2 separate regions of the Sus scrofa genome follow, and region 1 is linked to region 2. The links are chromatin contacts, called in public Hi-C maps. All regions are on one chromosome and are shown on one strand. Each heading gives the region's core, a stretch centred on a gene start, on an enhancer-like site or on the middle of the called end of the contact. The rest is flanking DNA. Distances are from core to core; before and after follow the strand shown. Region 1 has its middle 150 kb from the start of AUH. Region 2 has its middle 69 kb from the start of SYK.

Region 1 (2,865 bases), core at 35-2,534, 220 kb after region 2:
TAATGAATGGACAAGACGAGATCTTTTTTTTTTTTCTTTTTTAACTTAGAAATGTGGCCTCCATTCTGCATCTGCTAAAGGTCATGGAGCAGGAGAGGCAGGCCTGGCCCAGGCCAGCACTGGGCTGGCTCCTTTTCCTGGTTCTCTTACAGCACTCCTCCTCGTGTTCACTTTCTAAGACTAGTTTATCCCCAGGGGAAATTTAAAATGTCAGGTCTGTCTGTTTTTTTAGGAAATTCAACATACATTTTCAGATCTGTACATGCAAATATTCTTTAATTCGCACATACAGCAAATGAGATATCACACATGCTACCTGAATTCAGGAGCACTGGCGCCGTGGATAGGCCCAGAGATACACCTTGTTAGTCTTTTTAGAAGAGTGGTTTGCCAATCACAGGTCACATAGAAATTCCCACAAAGACCAGAGCAAGAGAAAGTACCTTTAGGGAGTTCCCGTTGTGGCTCAGCAGTGACAAACCCCACCAGGATCCATGAGGTTGCGGGTTTGATCCCTGAATTAAGGATCCAGGTTTGCTGTGAGCTGTGGTGTAGACCACAGACACAGCTCAGATCCCATTTGCTGTGGCTGTGGTGTAGGCCGGCAGCTACAGCTCCAATTCTACCCCTAGCCTGGAAACTTCCATGTGCCACCGGTGTGGCCATAAAAAGACAAAAAAAAAAAAAAGAAAGTACCTTTAAGGTTATGTGGAGACCATCTAAGAGAATTTAATCGATAGGTAATAAGAATAAATAAATCAATAAATCACACCACTCCTATAATTAGAATTTCTTTCCATGAAGTTAGGCATGGGCTGTCATTTCCTGTCTTTTATGGCATGTCACATATTTCTTGTACTTTTTTCTTTTTTTTTGGCCACACCTGCCACTTGTGAAAATTGTGGGGCCAGGGATCAAACCTACATTACAGCAGCAACATAAGCCACAACAGTGACAACACTGGATCCTCAACCCACTTCATCACCAGGAAACGCCTTTTCATTTTTTTTTTTTTTTTTTTCACTTCTTGTATTTTTAAAGCACTCAAACTACGGCCACTCATGAACAAGTTCTAGGCTTCATGAAACGTACGTTTCAGAACCGTGTTAACAGACAATGCGAAAGAAGTGTTACTCAATGTAGGAGAGGCTATGAGGTGTTTGAACTTTTCTCGGCTGCCAAACCACTTTTCACTTTCTGTAAACTGCACAAAGGATTCATTCAGCACAGTCCCGAGGCTGAAAGTGAAAGTGACTCAGACTATTTTCGAAAAGGTCAGGAAGTGCCTTTGCCCATCTTCGAATTCCTCTGAAACCTTTGCCTGTGACTAAAGACGTCACAGCTAAAGGAATACAGCTCCAGAGCTGTTGCTCGGTGCCACAGTGGTCTATTTTACCGTGGTGAATTCAGGTCTTGCTCTGTGAAATGGATTCATAAGAGGTTGCGTCTGGAGAACATTTGGGTGGGCAGTTTTTGGAAAAGGGATAGGAGGTGAGATGTGTGGAACGGCTGATCCAGGCAGTCCGCCTTGCTCCCAGCCTAGTCCCAGCCTGCCCCACTGCAGGGGCTACGTCCTCCAGCATCTCTTCTGTACCACGGAGGCCACCAGGCAGCCACGTGAGAACCAACAGGCTTAGGAGAAAATGGGCAATTCTCCCTCCCCAGCCCTAGCACTTAGGCCTCCAGATAATTTTTTTTCTTTTCTCTTTTCAAATTTTTCAAATTTATTTATTTATTTGGCTCAGTACGCAGCAGGTAGAAGTTCCCAGGCCAGGGACTGAACTCTTTGCACCACAGCAGCAACCAGAGCCACAGCAGCGACAACGCCAGCTCCTTAACCCACTGAGCCACCAGGGAACTCTGGATAATTTTTCTTCAAGTTTTAAAAAAAGCTACTGCTTAAACACATGGATTATCCCAAGAAACAGAGTAGTGATGAAGTCCCGGCCCAGGTTAGACTGATTTCTGCTTTCTGTGCCTCTTTAGGACCTGACCAGTGAGCTGCCTTTGCATCCACGCACTTCCCAGCTATTCAGCCTGTGCTGGAGCTGCAGGGGTGCCATCTGGATGACCTCAAGGACAGAGCTGAGTCAGAGGAACTGTCCTCTGCCTGCACCCCACTCCCACCCCCACCCCCGAGCTTGCCCACACTCTGCTTCAACCTCGGCAGCAGGGAGCAGCTTATGGGCCTGGGAGAGTGGACGCAGCTTCCCCTAGGGACCCGGTCCTTGCCTCTGTGTGGACAAATGCAGAGTGGAACAGAAGAGTGTTGTGGGGGTGGGGGCCTGTGTGGCTTCCTCCAGCCCCTGGCAGCCATGAGGGTTCCAGTTTGGCACCATGGTTCTAAAAGACAGCCACCTGTCCCCCCTGAGCCCTCTTTCCCCAGGTGAACCCCCAGGTTCCTGAACGTGCCCTGAACTGGACCAGTTGTGAGCCCCACCTTCCTGATACAACAGGTCTCTTCTAAAACATGAAGCAAATAAAGCATCGCCTGTCATCTGGAGGAGGCGACTTTACTGATCCCCAAGCCCCTTTGCACAGACACATTCATTCCCTCTGCAGTGATCACAGAAAAACGACTGGATTCTTTTATGGATAAAGAAACAGGTTCAATGGTTCAGGCTTTACCCGCCCTCATCATTGATTTCAGGAGTTGAAACTTAGCCAACAGACTCCTGTGTGCTTTCCAGAAAAGCACAGAGTGAATCTCTAACCACCTGAAACTGTGATGTTGAGAAGTGAATACAAGACTCTAGGTGAACCTGAGCCGTGCAGAACAGAGTGAGACGCCCAGTACACTTCCGCTGAAGCAGCACGGGGTGCCCTTGACCCACACGCACTGCCTTTTTGACCCTACCATGCAGG
Region 2 (2,952 bases), core at 49-2,548:
CTATGCCACTTCCCGAGGCCTGAGCCAGGAGAAGAGCCTGGGTTCCTGCTGCGCAGAGCCCCCATCCTTTGGGCCTACAAGGTTGTCAGCCTGTATCTCAAGCTGTGTGACAAGGCTCACGGGCACCAACGGCTGTCCTGGTTGAGGACCATGTCCACAAGGCCCATGGGCACCAGCTCTAGGTCCACCTGGGTGTGTGGGATGGCAGCTCTGTGCAGTGTCATGTTCGGGAGGGTACCCCCTCCCCTGGCAGATGGGTGATTCCTTCTGAAGCCAGCAAGTGACAACTCGGTCAGGTTGTGCTGGGCCCTGGGCACACTGTTATAATGACCTAATGAACTGGGGACAGGGTGGGGTGGGTGAAGGGCAGAATCACAGTCCCCAGGTGAGTGTTATTGCTGAAACCCTCAGGCGGAGGGGCCTGCTCTCAGGAATCTAACGGTGTAAACCTGACCCGCTGGATTGAGGCTACCCGTGCCAGGTCCATGCCCAGGGTAATTTTTTAGAGTTCTTTCCAAGTAAAAACCTTGCCACCTGACTCAGAGGGGGTTTATTTTATTGGGTTAAACCTCTTTTTTTAAAAAATTAAAATATAGTTGATTTCCAATGTTGTGCCAATTTCTGCTGTACAGCAAAGTCACCCAGTCATATATATATGTGTGTGATGAGAAAAAAAGTACATATATATACACATGTACATATATGCATATATACATCTTATCTTCTATCATGCCTCTCTTAAGAGGTAAGAGGGAAGAAAAAGACGGGAGAGACAAGAGGGATGACCATTGTGTCAAGTCTCTAGTTTAGGTGGCCTGACCCTGACTGTGGCAGGAAGGCAGCGGGTCCCCGGGGCCCCTCCCACGGACAAGGCTGATGCTTAGGGTGCCCTTTGCCTCTGGACAGGCGCTGTGTGCGGCCATTTCCCAAGTGTCCACTAGGTGGCAGCCTAACACCTGGGCATGAGCTCACCAGTCCTGCTGACAGTGACTGAGGTTCTGCTTATTTTCACAAAAGCCTGAAAGTCGCCAACTGGATGCAGTATTGGAAATCACATTTCGGCGTGTGTAAAAAGATGTAGCAAGTGATTTATTTTCGAAGTAAGTAGTTGGCAGCTGGCTACTCGATTCAGGGAAGCAATTTCTGATCTTTGCCATTAGGTATTGGCCAGCTGAGAGGAATTTAAATGTTTCTCTCTGTCCTCCTGTTAAAAGATCTGCCTGCCGTGGGCTCGTGCCCACTGGCTTGACCTTGAGGTGGGCTCATTGATCTGGATGCTGCATGTTTGAGCTGGAAGTGCCCCTCATCCAGGCTTGTTCATTTCCAGCCAACAGTCCTTGGGAAATGAAAGGCACATCACATATTCCTGGAGAAGGCCACCCAGACAACAAAAATACTCAAGCTGCTTAATTTGGGCTCAAATAGTCCAGGCTTTTCTTTCTTTCTTTCTTTCTTTTTTTGGCCGTGCCTGCGTCATGCGGGATTTCCAGATCCAGGGATAGAACCGGAGCCACAGCCGTGACAATGCTGGATCCTTAACCCTCTGAGCCACACAGGAACTCCGAGGTCCAGGCTTTTGATTAAGAGAACGACTGGAATCTATGAATTTACTACAGAGTCAACATGGTTTGGTTCTAAGGAGGTAGCACAGAGTATCTCTGATTTAATCCACCCTGTTTTACAGGGGAAGCAACTAGGTCCTCAAAATAGGTGTGGACTGAGCCATGGATCTCATAACCACTTGCTCGGAGCCCTCTCTGCTCCATTCCTCCTGGGTCATCGAGCCTCAGGAAGCAGAGGAAATTCCACTGCAGGGCTGAGCTGTCATGTCTGGATTCCCGGACACAGAGCAAAGCCAAAGAAGAGCCACCTCATCAACATGCCCCCAGATACTGGAAAAATGTCAAGTGACCGGTGACACTTCTAGGCTGGGAAAAAGAGATGCATTTCTGCATCTTTTCTCACCTCCTTCTAGTTAAGTGACAACTGACCCACAGGTAACACTACACAGAGGGTGTGGATTTTGACCCCGAATGAATGTGCTTTGTCCACCAGTTCCCCCTGCACTAGGGCTGACTGCTACAAAGTGTTTCCAGCGACTATGCTCAGGAGTTGAGTCCTAACCCTCTCACCACAGCGCCTCCAGGAAAGTTCCAGTCCACACCTGGGGAGATTTGGCTCGGGAAGTAAGCTTTTATATTCTGACCAGGGCATCACATTTTATCCCGTGTTTCTGCAGCATGAGAGGGTGAGGTTAGACTTGGAACTTAGGCACAGGCTGTGGAAGGGCTTGGAGAAGGAGAGGCAAGCTTTTACCACAGAGGGTGGAGGCTCCTCACACTTTACTTCCCAGGCATCTAAGGAGCCTAGCCCTGCGTGATGAGTCCAGCACCTGGGGGACAACTCCAGGACTGGGTTCCAAAGCGTAAGGGCAACTGCCACTGTGCTTTTGCCCGGGATTCCCAGGTTGGAGGGCCGAAGGGCTGTCAATCCACGTGGACCCTAATGGGGGTGCCCTGTGCCAGGGTCGGGGGCATGGCTATAACACAGGGCCAAGCATGGGCCTGGCCTCTTTGGATGGTCCAGGGGGAGTCACCAGACCACAGGCCCAGCACAGAGCCTGCTGCTGCCACACAAATACAGCCTGACCTGCTCCCACATGAGCAGAGCTGCCATTCACAGAGCAGGTGGTCAATATGCACTTGTTCCTATTTTGTCGTCTTTTGGTTTTGTTTTTAGGGCTGCACCCAAGGCATATGGAAGTTCCCTGGCTAGGGTTCGAATCAGAGCTACAGCTGCCAGCGTATGCCACAGCCACAGCCATGCCAGATCTGAGCTGCATCTGCAACCTACACCATAACTCACAGCAATGCAGGATTTTAACCCACTGAGCGAGGCCAGGGATCGAACCCACATCCTCATGGATACTAGTCAGGTTCTTAACCTGCTGAA

What was found. Hi-C and Micro-C count contacts between places; a contact is called where the count stands out from the background.
Region 1: a contact with region 2 is called in a Hi-C map of embryonic fibroblasts, with 3 times the contacts expected there. The contact joins two enhancer-like sites. A contact is called at or near these places in 3 of 47 Hi-C or Micro-C datasets (adipocytes, embryonic fibroblasts and mesenteric adipose tissue).

What each region holds. Positions count from the first base shown.
Region 1 is chr14:2,391,372-2,394,236 of Sscrofa11.1, forward strand. No RefSeq gene overlaps it. Among named protein-coding and RNA genes, the nearest start is that of AUH, 150 kb to the right of the region's middle. Within about 2 kb of position 1,285, at least 43 of the 83 cell types and tissues checked have an H3K27ac peak or open chromatin away from gene starts, as enhancers often do. A contact at or near this core is called in embryonic fibroblasts, where this site is marked.
Region 2 is chr14:2,171,628-2,174,579 of Sscrofa11.1, forward strand. No RefSeq gene overlaps it. Among named protein-coding and RNA genes, the nearest start is that of SYK, 69 kb to the left of the region's middle. Within about 2 kb of position 1,299, at least 7 of the 83 cell types and tissues checked have an H3K27ac peak or open chromatin away from gene starts, as enhancers often do. A contact at or near this core is called in embryonic fibroblasts, where this site is marked.